Regions from separate parts of the Mus musculus genome. Here all the other regions are linked to region 5. Evidence: chromatin contacts called from public ChIA-PET, Micro-C and promoter capture Hi-C data. All regions are on one chromosome and are shown on one strand. Each heading gives the region's core, a stretch centred on a gene start, on an enhancer-like site or on the middle of the called end of the contact. The rest is flanking DNA. Distances are from core to core; before and after follow the strand shown.

What was found. Promoter capture Hi-C pulls out the DNA fragments that hold promoters and counts their contacts. Hi-C and Micro-C count contacts between places; a contact is called where the count stands out from the background. ChIA-PET counts read pairs in DNA pulled down with a chosen protein or histone mark. Capture Hi-C pulls out chosen DNA fragments and counts their contacts.
Region 1: a contact with region 5 is called in an RNA polymerase II ChIA-PET map of memory CD8 T cells, with 6 read pairs. The contact joins the promoter of Mcub here to the promoter of Rpl34 in region 5. A contact is called at or near these places in 3 of 115 datasets of contacts at active chromatin or transcription factors (bone marrow-derived macrophages, embryonic stem cells and memory CD8 T cells).
Region 2: a promoter capture Hi-C map of adipose tissue shows a contact between it and region 5. The contact joins the promoter of Hadh here to the promoter of Rpl34 in region 5. A contact is called at or near these places in 8 of 39 promoter capture datasets (the 3T3-L1 cell line, cranial neural crest, embryonic stem cells and 5 more), 1 of 15 datasets of contacts at CTCF or cohesin (the NIH/3T3 cell line), 8 of 484 Hi-C or Micro-C datasets (B cells, the G1E-ER4 cell line, LSK cells and 5 more), 36 of 115 datasets of contacts at active chromatin or transcription factors (the 230-238 cell line, the NIH/3T3 cell line, the SCID.adh cell line and 22 more) and 5 of 9 other capture datasets (adipose tissue, embryonic stem cells, liver and 2 more).
Region 3: a promoter capture Hi-C map of cranial neural crest shows a contact between it and region 5. The contact joins the promoter of Col25a1 here to the promoter of Rpl34 in region 5. A contact is called at or near these places in 3 of 39 promoter capture datasets (cranial neural crest and liver) and 1 of 115 datasets of contacts at active chromatin or transcription factors (bone marrow-derived macrophages).
Region 4: a contact with region 5 is called in a promoter capture Hi-C map of adipose tissue. The contact joins the promoter of Cyp2u1 here to the promoter of Rpl34 in region 5. A contact is called at or near these places in 7 of 39 promoter capture datasets (cranial neural crest, embryonic stem cells, hippocampal neurons and 3 more), 3 of 484 Hi-C or Micro-C datasets (B cells, CD4 T cells and forebrain), 12 of 115 datasets of contacts at active chromatin or transcription factors (astrocytes, bone marrow-derived macrophages, craniofacial prominence and 9 more) and 3 of 9 other capture datasets (adipose tissue, liver and macrophages).
Region 6: a Micro-C map of embryonic stem cells shows a contact between it and region 5, with 5 times the contacts expected there. The contact joins the promoter of Pla2g12a here to the promoter of Rpl34 in region 5. A contact is called at or near these places in 5 of 39 promoter capture datasets (embryonic stem cells, hippocampal neurons, neural stem cells and 1 more), 3 of 484 Hi-C or Micro-C datasets (B cells, the G1E-ER4 cell line and embryonic stem cells), 3 of 115 datasets of contacts at active chromatin or transcription factors (embryonic stem cells, fetal liver and memory CD8 T cells) and 2 of 9 other capture datasets (macrophages and pancreatic islet).

The regions. Positions count from the first base shown.
Region 1 is chr3:129,968,802-129,971,501 of GRCm38.p6, forward strand. It overlaps Mcub (mitochondrial calcium uniporter dominant negative beta subunit), which reads right to left and starts at 1,405. Exons shown (of 8, transcript NM_025779.3): 1 at 1,149-1,405. The coding sequence starts at 1,274.
Region 2 is chr3:131,270,664-131,273,363 of GRCm38.p6, forward strand. Hadh (hydroxyacyl-Coenzyme A dehydrogenase) reads right to left here and starts at 1,438. Exons shown (of 8, transcript NM_008212.4): 1 at 1,213-1,438. The coding sequence starts at 1,344.
Region 3 is chr3:130,179,418-130,182,117 of GRCm38.p6, forward strand. Col25a1 (collagen, type XXV, alpha 1) reads left to right here and starts at 1,428. Exons shown (of 38, transcript NM_029838.4): 1 at 1,428-2,363. The coding sequence starts at 2,067.
Region 4 is chr3:131,301,834-131,304,533 of GRCm38.p6, forward strand. It overlaps Cyp2u1 (cytochrome P450, family 2, subfamily u, polypeptide 1), which reads right to left and starts at 1,394. Exons shown (of 5, transcript NM_027816.3): 1 at 847-1,394. The coding sequence starts at 1,294.
Region 5 is chr3:130,728,995-130,731,694 of GRCm38.p6, forward strand. It overlaps Rpl34 (ribosomal protein L34), which reads right to left and starts at 1,404. Exons shown (of 5, transcript NM_001005859.3): 1 at 1,324-1,404; 2 at 235-308; 3 at 57-156. The coding sequence starts at 299.
Region 6 is chr3:129,877,344-129,880,043 of GRCm38.p6, forward strand. It overlaps Pla2g12a (phospholipase A2, group XIIA), which reads left to right and starts at 1,263. Exons shown (of 4, transcript NM_023196.4): 1 at 1,263-1,592. The coding sequence starts at 1,376.

The DNA of each region.
Region 1 (2,700 bases), core at 155-2,654, 760 kb before region 5:
GAGCCTCGTTGTTTGGCTCCATTCTCAACACTTCGAAATTGTCAAATGAGCTTTCTAGTCAGCACTGTTTAATTATCACTGTGTTTCTGTGGTGTGAGGCAAAGAAAGGAGTGAGTAGTTAAGAGTGTTCGGAATGCCTTTGTCTCTGAGAGGTAAACCTTAAAGTACTATTTTTAGAGAACTTTTCTGAAACCACTTCACTGAGTTTGCCCACAATAAGTTTTAAGGAGTTTGCCTTAGGTAGAAGTGTCAAAATGGACGTTTCTGCTTGCTTTCAAACATTTAACAAAAGTGTTCCTTTAAGCATTGAAATATTTCTTTTATCGGTGTAAATTCTGGGGCATTAAGACTATACTTGGGGGGCAGAATCCAAGGATTGGGGCACTGGGGCAGTCGAGCCGGAAAGATACAGGAACTGAAAGCGATGGAGCTGACACAGCTCCGTTCTCACTGCAGTGAGAGATAGTAAATATGTTCATATATCGCTCTCCCTTTAGCAGTCTGAAAGCTAACCCAGTAATTGAGGTGTGGGCAGACTCAGCTCCAGTCCCAGCCCCAAGCAGCCTCGGGTCCCTTTCCCCTGGCCCCCTTTGTATCATGAAGCTAGTAAACTCAGCACGTTCCCGCTCTTCTTCCTTTTCTGTGCCCATCCACACCTCTTCCCTCCTCCTCGAGGTTCCACACAGGCCATGACACAAACTGTGCCCGCCTAACTGTTACAGCACACACTTCTGATTCACCACTGACTCGGGTTTACATGTAACGAAAGGGAGGGGCTCCGGGTTTGGAGGAGGGGCAAGACAGGGTCCTGGGCCAGTCCACCCTGGAAGACAGCATCCCAGGTTACAGCCCACCCCGATGACAGCCACCCTCCGATGACACAGCCCACCAAGCTCTCGCGGCCTCCCCTCCACCCCGGCGACTACAGACCGCAGGACACAGCGGTGGGGTCAGCGGGCTGCGCTCCCGGGAGATGCGCCCCGCGCTGGCCGCTCCTGGCCTGTCTCCCCCACAGCCCCGGGACAAGTCGCCCGCGGCCACCACCTGTCGGGGTGCGGAGCAGCACGCAGGGAACTGCTTTCACTCCTGCCGAACTTGCCCAACGCAAACTTTCCACCCGAGGCTCCCGAGCCTGCGCCGCGCCTTACCTGGGGTGTGGATGGCAGCTCCCTGGGATCCCCGCGGCCGCGGGCTCGGATCGTCCGCAGCAGCTGCCACCGACCCAGACATAGCCCGCTCGGGAGCATCCTCCTGCCGGACAGAGCTCCTGGCATTAACGACGCATCCTCATCCGGCTGCTATAGCCCAGCCCGCTGTGGGCTCTGCCCGCCCCGCCGACTGGGGCGGCGACAGGAGGGTGTGTCCCCGCTTTGACTTCGCTTGGTGCACACCCGGGCTCCAGGCTGGGTATTTTTCCTCCGACAAAAAAAGAAACATTTTTTTTTCTCTCTCTTTAAAAAAGCGCAAACGAGTGGCGAACTTCTTCCTGGCTCCCTCACATACGTCTTGAGAAAGGAAAGAGGAGCTGGACTCACACCATGCAGCTGTTGATGTCAAAACCCAACAGAAGCCAGGACCGGAAGTAGTGAGGCTTGCTTGGGACCTCAGATTTGGGAACGCAGGCCGATGATTGGGAGTTCAAGGCCACCATCCACTAAAAAGTTGGAGTACACTCTGAGCTACCCCAAACCCTGCCACAACATGAACCAAAACTCCAGGGCTCTGAGGAAAGGACTGGGAGCTGGGAGCTGAAAGGTCCCTGGAAATTGCGCTCCTTTGCCCGGCTGGAAAGAGGAAGAAAAATGAGTTTGCCAAAGCTCCACCTCCAGGTGGGCTCCAAGGCTTGGGATGAGCCTCTCCTGGGCCTCAGATCACTGGCAAAGTCAGCCCAGGACTCTAGATGCTCCAGAGATTTGTAGTTCATTACAGGCTGGCCCAAGTCCAGACACTGGGAAATTTTCTTCCACAGCAAAGCTTGCTTCTCTTTGGGGGGCACATGAAAGGACCCTGCTCCCCGAGGGGCAGGAGTTAAGCATTGCGAAATCACTGTTAAAACCGCTATTAGCGTTAACGATCAGTTCTGTAGGCTCGCATTGTAAGCACTCTCAATGCTCAATGCTCGACGCTCGCTTTCCTGTAAATGGCAAACATGTGGGGGTGGGGAGGCAATTTGGCTTCCTAATTGGCAGCTGTTAGGCTTCCCCTGATTCCTGGCTGCCTCGAGCCAAAGGACTGTCAGTCAAACACTCTGCCATTCTGAGCGCAGCACAGATGCCTTGAGGAAACTACAGGATGGTGATCAAAGCTCCCAAGGTTACAGCCCCAGCCTGGAGTGTTTCAGTTTACACAGGGCGGTTTTGCTATCACATGCCCTGTCACTATTTCTAACCAGCCCAGAAGAGAAGCATTTTACCTGGCAGCTCAAAAGTTACAGTTGTTGTCTTTGGTGTGAACACAAACCATCTGTGTGAGAGTTTTGCTGTGATTGGTACACTATCCCCCGCCCCACCCCCACCCCCGCCCGCCCCTCTAGCCATGTAATCCCAGTGTTTGGCTGGTTGGTAAGCTAGCTGCGGAGGCACCATTGCGTTTCCCTGCTCTGGTGTTACAACCTTAGATCCAATAGAAGGCTTCTCCAGGTCAGTGGTAATGATGCACTTTAATTCCAGTAATCAGGAGGCAGAAACAAGAGGACCTTAG
Region 2 (2,700 bases), core at 188-2,687, 540 kb after region 5:
AGCATCCACAAGACACAGCATCCTGCATTTGTGCAAAAGCTGCTAGATGCTTTCTAATTAGTTTCGAATCCAAAGCAGTTTGGGGGGAGGGGAGGAGAACCCTATTATCTTGTTAATAAGATGTTGCTTAAACATTGTTTAAGGGATACATTGTTTTTCTTGGACCTGGACAACCAATCTCATTCCTCACAGCCTTGAGTTTTTGTGGTGCAGAGGGATACAGCAGACTAGCTATATTTTCTCCAGCATAGCCATGTATGGTTTTTGTTGTTTAATTTAATGGACTTTGGAAGGAAGTGCAGTCAAGGCTAATAAATAGCAAGCATGCAAGTGTGCATTTGGTTGGGAAAAGACACTGACCTGCGAATACCCTCCCTAATTAAAATTAGGTAAGCCCTTCACTGCCACAACACTCAAACTGCAAAGGCCTCAAAAGATACGAATATAATAGCAAGTTCATGGAAAAAGATCAGAGCTCTCTACTGTGTGTAGGAAGTTAACTCTTAAGAGAAAATGGTACTACAGACATCGCAGTAGCCAAACTGCACAGTTGATTTTGAACTGTGCCTCAGCTGGCACCAGGCAAAGTCCCACAGAAGCCGATCAGAGATTAGAGACGTCTCAGAGCATAAACTATGCTTATCTCTGTCGCCCACTCTCTTGAGGTTCAGAGCTGGACAAGCACGCAGATTTCAGCACCGGGCACTGGGTCAAAGGTCAAAGTTTCCTGGCCCAGGCCTGGGCGGAGTCCCAGCAACTCCACAAACTCCCACTAGGTGACTTTCCAAACTGTTACAAAAGTGAAGGCCAACGAAGGAAACTTGTGGGAGAGGCAGGACACTTGGAAAGAAAAGTGCCCAGACCAACACCCAAAGAACTGTAAAGAAAAAAAGAAAGAAAGAACAAAGAAAAAACTTATCAGGAAAACTAAAAGAAACCGCAGCCCAGGTCTTGGCGAGCGGATTCCTGTCAGATCCAGGCAGTGAGCAAACACTCTGCAACTTTGCACGCACAACTGTGCACAGTTCAGCTCCAGTGTGCACGCGTGCACCAGCGCGCTCCACCGAGCCTTCCCCGGCCCGGCAGTTAGTTGAGAAGCATGCACGTAAGGATCGGGCCGAAGGCTGTAGTTCTGGGACACTGAAGCATGCTGCACCTTCTCGGACTTCATCAAACTATTTCCACCACACCCGGGGCGCGAGGCCCGCTCACCTGCGCGATGCCGGCGCCCATCAGCCCGCCGCCGATGACGGTCACATGCTTGATCAGGATCTTCTTGGCGGCCGCCGACGCAGAGGAAGAGGAGGACATGGAGCGCAAGAATTGCCTGGTCACGAACGCCATAGCTCAGTGCAGCAGCCGAGGAGGAGCAGTGGGGACAGCGCGAGAGGTCCCGGAGCGTCGTGGGCGGGGTCGGCGACGTTGGGGGCGGGGCCTCGAACACGCCCCACCCACCCGCCTCCTGCACAAGCTGCAGGTCCACCCCGCCCCCCCCCCCAGAGGGCGGTGCCAGGACTCAGGCCAGCATGGACTCCGGCAAAGCAGGGACCCACCAAGAGACAACCTGTAGTTGCCTTCACAATCTGGTGGGCTGGAGTTGTGATCGTGAGAATTGTGTTTAGAATGAGGACGGTAACCCCGGATAGAGAACACAGGAAGGGAAAGCCTGGCTATTGGCCAACTTTCTGCCTAGTACTGTGCTAGTGATAACAGAATTACTGCTGGTTTTACTTCTAAGCGTTCATCTGGTGCCCCCAAACTCACCGTCCAGAGGAAAGCCATCCGCCTTTCACCCCACTGGAAGAAATGATAGTTAATCCTGTGTGCAATGAAGCTCCCTGCAAAAGTCTCATCTGTGTCTCACATTCTGCAGAATAAAACTAACTTCCTGTCTGAATGTTAGAGCTCGAGTCCAAGTTCTCTCGGGCTGTTTCTAGTTACCCACCTCTGTATCTAACTTAGGTTACATCGAACTTAAGCAATGTGTTGCCTAGCAGACCACTTGCTCCCATCCGTCCCAAACTAAAACAGTTAAAACAACAACAACAATAACAACAACAACAAAAACAAACAAACAAACACCGGCATAAAACCCTAGGAAAAGAATTACTTGTTCCACTGTAACCTGCCTGCCCAGGGTCTTCAGCAATGTTCTGTAAGCCGATGGCTTTATGACCTTCTTGCTCTGTAGCTATAAAAAGTTTATGTAACTCTGTCAGCAGTGAACCTTGTCCTTCAGAATTGTTTCCATGCCTGTTCCCTGCCTCGGGCTCTTGCATGTGGCTGGGAAGAGACTCTCCTGCACTCCCTTTGAAGCAGGGGCTATGTTTTGCATTGACCCTTTGAATCTTATTTTTATATTTAATTCTTCAAAATAAGCAAAGCCTACTGAGTGCTACATTCCAGCCAAGTCACAAAAATAAAATAAAATAAAAGATACTAGGAACGGAGGTAGAAGGCTACCCACAGAAACCCAACAGCTTGAAGAATGAACACGTTTATGAAGGAAGGAAGGAATGTGTACAGCAGTCTGAGGAAAGATGCAAGACAGAGAGGAGAGGCCCCTATGGCTGAGTTGCCACTGAGAGAGGACAGCACATTTCCAGGAGGCTTGATGAGAGGGTTGCAACTCTTAGTTGTCATTTGGAAAGATGAAGTATAATCCAAGTTTGGTGCTGTGATACTATAATTTTCTCTTTC
Region 3 (2,700 bases), core at 178-2,677, 550 kb before region 5:
AACTAACATATTAAACTTTTTGGCTGGAGCTAGAGTTCAGGGTTAGGGAGCTTACTTACCTGGAACACACACACACACACACACACACACACACACACACACATCCTTCTTGAGTCCATTTAGTGTTTCTCATATGTCTATGTATTTAGAGATGACAGTCTGGAGTTGGTTCCGGAAGGAAACAGTCTCCTCCAGCAGCCATTGATTGTTAGTAGCTCTTATTCTAGGCACCGGGTCTCATGCAAGGTCCCCGATCCACGTTGGCATGTGAGCATAGTTGTTATTCAGGTCTTGAGGTCTTGTTTTATGCAACCACTTGTTGAGATTCATAAGTGCAGGCTTCCTGCTATGTCTATCCTAAGTCCCCCTTGGCACTGTAGTTTACACACGAGAAGCAACTGCTCCGGGTTAGGTATTTTGTTCATTGATTATAGTAGTAACTGGTTGTGGTAATCGGTTAGGGAGGGAAAGAAACGTACGTGACATTTCTTAAGATGAAAAGGCAAAAAGGAAGGTCTTTTGGAAGGAGAGTTAGGGTTGTGTTTTCTTCTCTAAAATCAATTGGATGCAAAATGCTACTTGTTATCAATTTAGAAAAAAAAAAAAAATCCCAGTAGAGACTTAGTAATTTGATCCAGAGGGAAGAGGCAAGCTGAGAGTCAAGGAAGAGGAAAAACTGACTTCATTCTTCAGCTCTTTCCTAAATCCTGAGAAATGTGTATGCCTCAAACACTCACAAAACAGCGAATCAGGAAAACACATTAGCACCCTAGTACAGAGAAAGAGCCCAGAGCTGGGGGGGGGGGGGGGGGCAGCATCAAGACAAGAGGAAACGGGGGAGGGGCGAGAAAACTTCCCCAGTCATCTGCAGCAAGGCGTGGGAAGGAAGGGAAGTGGGGAAGGTACCCTGCAGACGTCAGCCAGACACTTTGCCTCTGGGCATGTGGGAACGAACTGAGGGAGGAGGGAAAACGTCGCGCAAGGGCTAGATGGAGGAGCTCCTGTGGCTGCCTTTGAGCGAGGATCTGGAGAGCTGGAGCCTTCTGCTTCCGTTCTTTCCTTCAGGAGGCCATTTCTCCATTTTTTAACCCAAATAGGGGGCGCTGGGCTAAGCCAGTATAAGCCACTCTGCACAGCAGACCTCAATTCGGCCCCTGGCTAGGGCCGGAGAGATGGCCTTAGGGGGACGCTGAAGTTACTCGGTGGTGGGAGGGGGAAGGGTCTCCAAGCTCCTCTCCAATCACAGTGGTTGCTGTAGCTATTTGCATATATTATGCTAATAGAGACCTCGGGCTCCGCTCCCACCCGCGCTCCCGCCCCTTCGTGGGTCCAGGCGGGCTGGGCGAAGGTGAATATATTATGCTAATAAGGAGGCTCCTGCGGGAGGGGGCGGTCCGCGCTTCAGGCGCGCGCGCACTGTCTCACACAAGAGCATCCCGGGGTATTTAAGGCTCGCACACGCGGGTCTGCGGAGATACTTTTGGGGCCTCGCAGCTTACGATCGCTGCTTGGGTCACTCGGTCCTCTTTTTCTCTATTCCTCTACCACCCACGGGGGCTGCGCTCTCGCCGGGTCTCTGTATTTCCTTTTCTTTTTGGCCTTGAACTGATCCAGGTGGGAGACAGGTCGGCGGGTGGAAAAAGGTAGAGATAGGCAGGCAGACTCAACAGGTCGGAGCAGAGAGAGGGGCTCTCGGACCCTGCGCCTCCGCGCGGGGGACCCCTAAGGAGGTGTCGGATTGGGGGGGTCAAGAGAGCTGCCCTAGTGGGTTTCATTTCAGCTGTGACCCCAACAACACCCCCGGCGCCACACAGTCCCCGGCCGGAGGGTGCTTTTCACTCCTAGCTGGAAGGGGAGAAAGAATCTGGAGGACGGTCGGTCCACGCCTGCTGATCCGGACGCCGAGCCACGCGCAGGTCCATCTCTAAGCCCGGGCTCCGACTCTACCAACTAGTTGTGCAGCCGCAGGGACTGAACTTTGGAGGAACCGACCCTTCCTCTCATTCTAAGATTACTGGAGGAGATAGAAGGTGGAAGGCGTAGCGGAGGCCAGCGACCCCGCCACAATGTTGGTGAAGAAGCTTGCAGGGAAAGGAGGGGGACGAGAGTCTGGATCAGAAGATCCGCGCCCCTTGGGACAGCGTTGTGCCGGCACCATGCCCTCGTGCACGGCCCTGGCGACCCTCTTGTCAGTGGTTGCTGTGGCTTTCTGTTTTTATCTTGGGGTGAAAACCAACGACCTCCAGGCGAGGATTGCTGCTCTTGAATCTGCTAAAGGGACCCCTTCCTTCCATCCGCTGTCTGACACCGTGGATGAGCTGAAGGCAATGGTTCAGGAGAAAGTGGAGCGTCTCTTGGCTCAGGTGTGGAAGGCTGGGTATTTTGCACGTGAATACTGTTTTGCACAGGTGTGAGCCCTGTGTGCAGGGATAGTTTCGACCCTTAGCTGTCTGCATAGTTGACTTGACTGTATATGCCAAGTATGGAGTTAAGTACCTTGGGTATTGCTTAGTATCAAGTCTGTAGCAGATATCTTCCCTGGGTATTCCATAGTGCTTGCATGCTTAGACATATATGGGGGGTCTGGATAACGGGAGTGTGTGGAGGGGCATTTTATTTCTTTGTAGCTTTCTGGAGTCTCTTGGGAGCTCTCACTTCAACGGAGACCAATTTTTGTTGATATAAGATCTCATATCTCCT
Region 4 (2,700 bases), core at 144-2,643, 570 kb after region 5:
GCCTTAGGAACAAGAACTAACTACCCTTGATATAGCAGTCAAGCTCTCCGTGCTCCAGCCCAGTGCTCACACCTGCCCTCCCCATTACAGGTGCCTCCAATTCCAGAGCTTTCTGAGGCCTTACATGGGGAGTTTCCAAGGCAAAATTAGAAATGGGGTGAGGGAGGGGATATCAAAGTATGAAGTCAGGGGGCCACTCTCCTGAACCGAAGCATATATATGCCACCCACAATGGATTCAGTCTTGTACTTCAGTGTCTGAAGACAGAACACAGGATTGACAGGTGGCTGGAGAATAGGAGATCGAGACCCTGTGTCTGCCGAGGGAGATATACACGGGCTCTGGGAACAGACTGGCTATCTTGAAATATTCTCTCAAAAAAATTAGTCACTTTCTCTTAAATTTAACCTCAGGCAAGTTCTTTAGTCACCCGCGGGGAGCAGCCACATTCTTTGCCAAAATATTAGAGGCTATGAACACATCCGGTTCACCAGTCTCCTAGCTTGGATTCTGGCCATTCCTAAGGGGGAAAAAAATATCTTCTTATACTTTTGCAACTGAATGATACTCGGTGAAATGAATCCCCCTCCCCCTTTTCCTAACACAGCCAATGTTTAGAAACGTTGAGATCAGACCTATGCGTGAGAAGGCCTCACTTGGGACAAAGGAAGGCTTCCGGGGTGGGTGGTCCTTATTTTACAGTTTGGTGCCCACACCTCCCTCACTTTCCAGTGTGTCTCCCACTTTAATCGCACACTAGAAAGCCACGCCTCCGTCCTCTATCCCCTATGCTGGTCATGACGCAGGTCCTGCCGCCTGGGGATCCTGAGCCCGCGGCGCGCTCACCCTTCTCCTTGGTCATGATGGAGATGAGCGGCATCCGCGGGCGGTCACTGAACACTTCAGCCTGCTGCACTAGCGCCTCGCGCACGCTGTGGAAGTCGCTGAGGACCACCACCAGACGGTGGCCGATGAAGAAGCTGAAGATGTTGCCATAGACACGGGCCATCCTGGCCAGGTACACATGCTGGCCCACCGTGTCCGTCTGGCTGCCCGAGCCCAGCCAGAACTGCGGTCGTAGAAAGCGCGGCACCAGCAAGTGCCCGAAGTTACCCACGAGTGGCCGAGGCTTGGGCCCCGGAGGGATGCCGCAGGCGCGTTGCCGCCGCAGCCAAACCCAGCCTAGCAGCACCGCCAGCAGGCAAAGTAGCAGCGCGCCTCCTGTCGCCCGCACGTGCAGTCTAGCTCCCGGCTGCTCCCCTGCCGCGGGACGCTGGTCCCCGAGCGAGGACATGTCCCAGGTACCGCCTGCATCTAGCTCCGCTGCAGACGCGCCGGCACCGCGACAGTAGCCGGCTACATGACTCAAGGTCAACCGCGAGGCAGGGCAAGGCACGCCCTTCCGATTGGCTGCGCCGCGTGCCCCTCTCGGGATCCTCCAGTCAGCTGCTCCTGCATAAGGTGGGGGCGGGACGTCCTACGGGACGGCTGGTGGTGACGAGTGGTCTCTCGCAGCACAGCTGAGCTGTCCTGAGTGGGGTTTTGTTTGTTTGTTTGTTTGTTTGTTTGTTTGTTTTGCCAGTTTAGTGCACTAGCAGCAGCAGGCTCCTCCAGGGGGTGTGAGCTTTCTGTGGGTTTCTGCATATGGCCTGACTATATCAAAACACTCAGAGAACCCGGGCTGGGTGACTGCTTTATTAATTAGCCTTAGACAAGACCTGAAATGCTGAGCTAGTATCCAACAATGTGATGTGTGGATATTCCAACATCTGGGGATGGCTCCAGAGTGCTTTACCTTCCTGTCATTTACAGGCCAGATGTTGTGGTTTCTCTCGGTTAGACTCTCCCTAGAATTGTCGATGCCCCCCCCCCTTTTTTTTCTATTTTAATTTTTCTATTCTTATTTCTATTTTCTACTTTTATTTGAATCTTGATAGCCTAGAACTCCTTATGTAGACCAGTTTGGCTACCAATTCAGAGATCCACCTACATCTGCCTCCAGAATTCACATATTAAAGACATATACTACCATGCTGGGGGAGGGGGTCAAATTCTAGCCCATGCTTGTGGTAGGGAAGTGCTTCACCTGTGATCCACGTTTGGTTCCTGTGTTAGATCACTCCCTCCCAACAAACACACGCACACACCACACAGAATTTGAACACTATGGTGCGTTATAAATATGACCAAAGCTTGAAGGGTGGTGACTTCTTTTCCTATTATGTGGGTTTTTAAAAAATATCTACTGTTCTCTACTGCTTTTGCCGTAGTTAGTAAAGTACACAAATACATTCTTCCTTCTCCCCTCCACAAACTACAAAAGCCCCTGTCACATTTCCAGTAATTAACCCTTATCAGATTCCTTTTCTTGTGTGACTTTAAACAAGATTTCCGAGTATAAGACATTAAGATGTTCATTATTATCTTGTTACTGTCTTGCAACTGGCCGCTCCTGTAACTCACAGTCCAGCCTTAATTGGAAGCCCCCTGTTTACGCTTCCACTGTTGGGTGCGATCACAGGAGTACTGTACTCTCCCCAGAGCACACATACACTTTCCAGCTGCTTGTTGGCAGATGCAGTCTCCAATACGGCATTTCCTTCTCTTTATGCCATTCTCTAACCCACTACTATCGGGTGAGCTCAATTCACAAATTATCTTAAGCTGTTTAGTCCCCCTTTTTCATGGCACAGCAGGAAT
Region 5 (2,700 bases), core at 154-2,653:
TAGAGATATCAAGTCCGCCTACTGAGGGATTAAAACTCTATCAAAAGGACACTCACCCCTCGAAGTCTGCCTGGGCACACGCCACATGCAGATTTAGGTGCTTTCCCAACCTTCTTGGTGTAGAGGTAAACAATCCTGTTGCCAGGGGTTCGAGACCTAGGAAGGGAGATTGTAAGTAGCTCAGCATACTAGAGAAAGCGATTTGAAAGTTATTTCAAACTTGCAGATACTTACAGCCTAGTTTTGTTAGAGGCTGTGTTGTAGGAAAGCCTACGGCGGTATGTCAAACGCTGGACCATCCTGAGTGCCTACAATTTAGAGAGAACACAATCACCTTTCACCATAATAAAGGCCAAAGCGTCACCACATAAAATATCTTACATTCATATACACACTCATTCACACCGTGCTCTTACAAAGGCCCGGTTCTAAAGAATCCCACATTTAAACTAGAGATGAAGAGCTCCTGGGCTCTAAGACAGTATTCCCCCCTAATTTATACAGCTACCAGTAGGATGAAGACACCGAACTACCCCAGTGGCGGCAGCTGGTAAGGCGTCATGACAATCTAGGTCTTGTCCCAAAACAGCGTCCTGGAGAAGTCTTGTTTACTACTAGGGCCGGGTTTCGTGCTGTTTCAAATCCAACTTCGTTCGTTCCTTAGCAGACCAGCTACTAAAGGACTCTCCAGCCCGCAGCAGCGATGCTGCATTTTGGACTCCAGACCGTCAACGTGCCAGACAAACATTCTACCCGAGAGCTTCACACACAGGCGACTTCGTTTAAATCTCAAGCCCTGGGACGAATGGCTGGAGTTGATTAATAAGCGCTACAGGTGACCTGTCTTCCACACCTTCCCAACACCCACTTTACGTAAAAGGAGCCCAAACGCCAAGCGCGACCCGGACCAGTGCTAAGGACCCTGAGCCGCCACTGCTTGATTCGTATCTTCCTAACCAAGCCAGCCGCCGCCGCCGCGTCCCGCTCGCTGACTAGCCACCATGGCAGACAGCACCAGGGGAGCAGCCGGAGGCCGCGCTCCGCTCGCTCTGCGCTTCACGACCACGACTCGGTCTCTCGCTCGCCGTAGCCGACGGCCAGGGTGCGCGCAGCTCCGGCCACTCACCGCTTCGGAAGCCGGGTTTGATCTCGGGCTTCCCGAGTCTACGAGCCGAGGCCTCGGCCGGTACGCACCTCTCCTCGTCCCTCACCACCGACCCCAGCGACAGTCCCGACCCCAAGGGCGTCCCGCCCGCCTGACGCCTCGGATGGCTACGGATCGTAAACGGTAAAAAAACACAGAGCAGAAGAAGGCCACCATACCTCTGAGCACCGTCCCCGGAAGAGGAAAAGGAAGGGGCGGGTGAGTTCAGGGGTCAAGTGTGACGGCGCCGGACAGGAAGTACGTCAGGGAAGGCGGCGCGTCAGCGAGCGCGCCGCCATGTTGTACGGAAGCGGACGCGGGGAACCTGTGTGGATGGCGCCGCGTTGAGCGGCGGATGTGTAGTGCGGCTTCCGTAGGCGGGTGCGTTTTCTAGCCCCGGTAGGAACGTCACGTGAGAAGTTAGGTGTAGGGTCCCTGGTGGGAGCAAAAGCGAGTGACAGAGGAGGCGTCCCCACTTCCATAAGAGAAAACAAGGGCCACGATGCCTTTATCCTAGGGTAATTAGACCTGGTTTAAAATCTTTATGGCGTCCTGTACATAAGGTAGCCCGGGCCCTTCTGCTTCCCGGCCTCTTCTGTTTTTCAGCCAGAGCACACACTTTACAGACTTTTAACCAAGCATTTGCTAATTACTAGCTATCTCACTTTGGGCAAGTCCGCAAGTCTCTAAAAGGAAGATATTAAATACCCCTGTGGCGCTCTGATCAAAAGATCTCCCAAAGTTAAAGCACTTAACCTGCAAGTCTTACAGAGAGCAAGAACGCTATAAAGGGTGGTTAATTTATGATTGTGTGCAAACGACTATTTGAGACTTTGCCTGGATGGTAAAGTTTTGTCTGCAAGATGAAGAGGAGGACCAGAGGGAGTCAGCGACCTCCAAATGTCTATGTGAACGTTTACACTATGGGTCCTTGTTTTTCATCATGTTGTCAAAAGTAATGAACACCTTCCTTGGACTTGAAAGAAGAGCCCATTATCACTGCCATCTTTGTCAAGAAACTAGGTAAACCGCTCTGACTATATCCTTTCCTCGGGTCTCTCTCAAATAGCTGTCCGTATGCATGCGCCTGCGGTCTCTGTTCTTCCCACTGTGGAATCTCTCCAGTCTCTGTTTTAGGCGTTGGATAAAGGCTGGTGTAGAGAGACAAACCTAGTTTTGAATAAATGAATGAATACATTTCCTTATTCATTTTTAAATGAAGACATGCCAAGGCAAGATCATCAAATTAAGCCGGGCAGTGGTGGCGCACGCCTTTAATCCCAGCACTTGGGAGGCAGAGGCAGGCAGATTTCTGAGTTCAAGGCCAGCCAGCCTGGTCTACAGAGTGAGTTCCAGGACATCCAGGGCTACACAGAGAAACCCTGTCTCGAAAAAGCAAAAAAAAAAAAAAAAAAAAAAAAAAAAAAGCAAAAAAAAAAGAAAAAAAAAGTCATCAAATTAATGACCTAAATGTTTTCACCCAGTCCATTCATGTTTTCATTGCATAACATGTAATGCCCTGATATAATCAGCTACCCGCTAACAACCACATGGTT
Region 6 (2,700 bases), core at 13-2,512, 850 kb before region 5:
CAAGGAAAGAAAATACAGTGTCTGGGGACAAAACTGATGACGACAGGGTACCAGGGAGGGGGATCTGAGTCTGTGGCAATGGTGAGATTTTATTTTAATTATGAGGTGACTGCTGTGGCCATGGATGGCAGATCATAAAGAGAAGTGAGGAACTGAATCCGGTTTAACCAGTCGTGTTATTGCATCCGTGTGCAATAGACGAGAAAAGGTGCCAAAGAATCTGGCATTTGAGAACGTAATCCCCAGAGAGAGACACGCGGCAACCCGTGTCCTCAGAGCACAGGTTATTGTTAAGGTAAAAGACATACATTCAGCAAGATGTAAATGTGTAAAGAAATAGAAAAGAGAGAGGCTTGGCGCCAAGATCCTAGCACTTGAGAGGATAGTGTGTTCAAGGCAAGTTGGAGGGCAGCCTGGGCTACAGGCCAAGACTCTGTCTCAGAAAAATTAACTGAGGGCTGGTCCCAGGTAACCTTACCGCATTTGTCCCGCTTCGGAAGACACACTCCTGCCTCCCTTTCCTCTGCCTAGTCGGTGATTAGCTTTTTCTCTACAGTATTTAGAATTTTAAGGAGGGATAACTGCCAACTTCTCCTTCCTTAGAATTAGAAGCAATGGAGGAAGTGCTCTGGCAGATTGAGCAGAGTTCCATCTTCAACAATCCTCCAGACCATGCTGCGCTGCTAGGACTGCGGCTGATCATAGGGTTCCCACAAGAACCCAGGAGGCAAATCCAGGCTTGGTAGGGTGCAAGGCCAGCCCGTGTTCAAACAGTTTTCTACGCTGGACCCCAGGCCTTGTCCAGTAAAGGCTGGGACTGCGGAGCCCAAGGGAGGCTGTGCTACTGGAGTCGTTCTAAATTATGGTGTCTCGGTAAACAGGAGAGCTTTGTAAAACAAGCAAGCAAACAAACCTCACTAGGAGCTGGGAGGCGGTGGCGCACGCCTTTAATCCCAGCAGGCGGATCTCTTGAGTTCGAGGCCAACCTGGTCTAGGTGAGTTCCAGGACAGCCAGGGCTACACAGAGACCCAGTCTTGAAAAACAATACAAAAAACAAACAAAACAAAACAAAACCAATTCACTGTGGTGTTGAACCAAAGCAATGACTATGTCTAGGGCATTGGCAAGGCGTTTTTAAGACTCCATAGAGGCAGGACCGTAAGCTACGGGAGCGTTCCGGAGACCACGTGGGCAATGAGGCTCCCACGCTCGGGCGCATGCGCACTGTGGGCAGCGGCGCGCGTGCCCGGGCGGGCCCACCGTTCGGCGCAGCTCAGTGACGGGGCGCGAGCTCGCGAGCGCGGAGGAGGCCGGGGGCCTGAGCCGGAGCCGGAGCGCGCGCCGCTGCCCAGCCCCGCCGCGCCGGCCCCGCAGATGGTGACTCCGCGGCCCGCGCCCGCCCGGAGCCCCGCGCTCCTCCTCCTCCTGCTGCTGGCCACTGCGCGTGGGCAGGAACAGGACCAGACCACCGACTGGAGGGCCACCCTCAAGACCATCCGCAACGGCATCCACAAGATAGACACGTACCTCAACGCCGCGCTGGACCTGCTGGGCGGGGAGGACGGGCTCTGCCAGTACAAGTGCAGCGACGGTGAGCCGCGACAAGGGGGCGCGGGGTGGCAGGGGGTTGGAGGCGGGACAGTCCCCGGAGGCTGGGGGGTTGGGGGGAAATGCGAGAATCCGAGCCAGGCAAGTGGATGGGGACGGGTATGAAGCGAGAAAATAAAGGGACTGGTGCCAGGCAGGGGGATGTGTGTGTGTGGAGTGTGGAACAGGTAGATGAACAAGTGTGGAGCAGGTGGATGGGGCACAAGTGGGGGGCTAGAAGATGGAGGGGTACGTGTGGGGCAGGTTGTGGGGCGGGGGACACTTGCGGAGCAGGGGGGCGGGGACAGGGAAGCGGGATGGAAGGACGAGTGCGGGACAGGGGGATTAGGGGAACAGACGCCAGACAGGCATTGACTGCGTCCTCGGGTGTGGAAAGAATGAGCAGCGCTTGGAGCGTGCTGTCCTTGGGATTGAGCAAGCTGGGAACAAATGTGAGAGGTCACCTGAGTGCGCGCTCTGCACTCTGCTCTCCTTTGCATCTGAGCTTCTCGCCCTCTCTCCCCGCCATTGCACAAAGTTGCCTAAGAACTTTCTGATGTACGGGGCGGGGTGGGGGTGGGGGGCGGGAAAGGTGGGAGGGAAGTGGGACAGACTGAGTTTAGCACGTGCGGTCATGCACAGGCGCGCGCACACACATCATGTAATTGGTTCAGCTAAACATAGAAAGCCAAACGACAATTTAAAAGCCATCAGTTGGTGTTAAGTGCCATTTTGTTTGTTTACCTGCAAAGCTAGGTAAAATAAATTGTGGCTTTTGTATAGATTTCTGATGTACTTGGTTTTTGAGGGAGGTATACTGCATTGAAAAAGTTCCCTAACTTCTGGAAAACAATCTAAGACTTGCAGTTTTGTCTTGATTTGATTTTTGAGACAGGGTCTCAGGTAGCCCATGCTGGCATTGAAGTTGGTATGTAGCTGAGACTGACCTTAAACTCCTGTTCCTTGGCCACCCAGGTTTTGGATGACAGACACAAGCCATCTTGTCCGCCTTGTAGCTTTCTTGGGTATCACTGGCCTCTCTTCCTTATTCTCTGTCAATATTAGAGTTTGTCTGCTCATTCCTTTCATTGTTTTTAAACATTCTGTTTGAA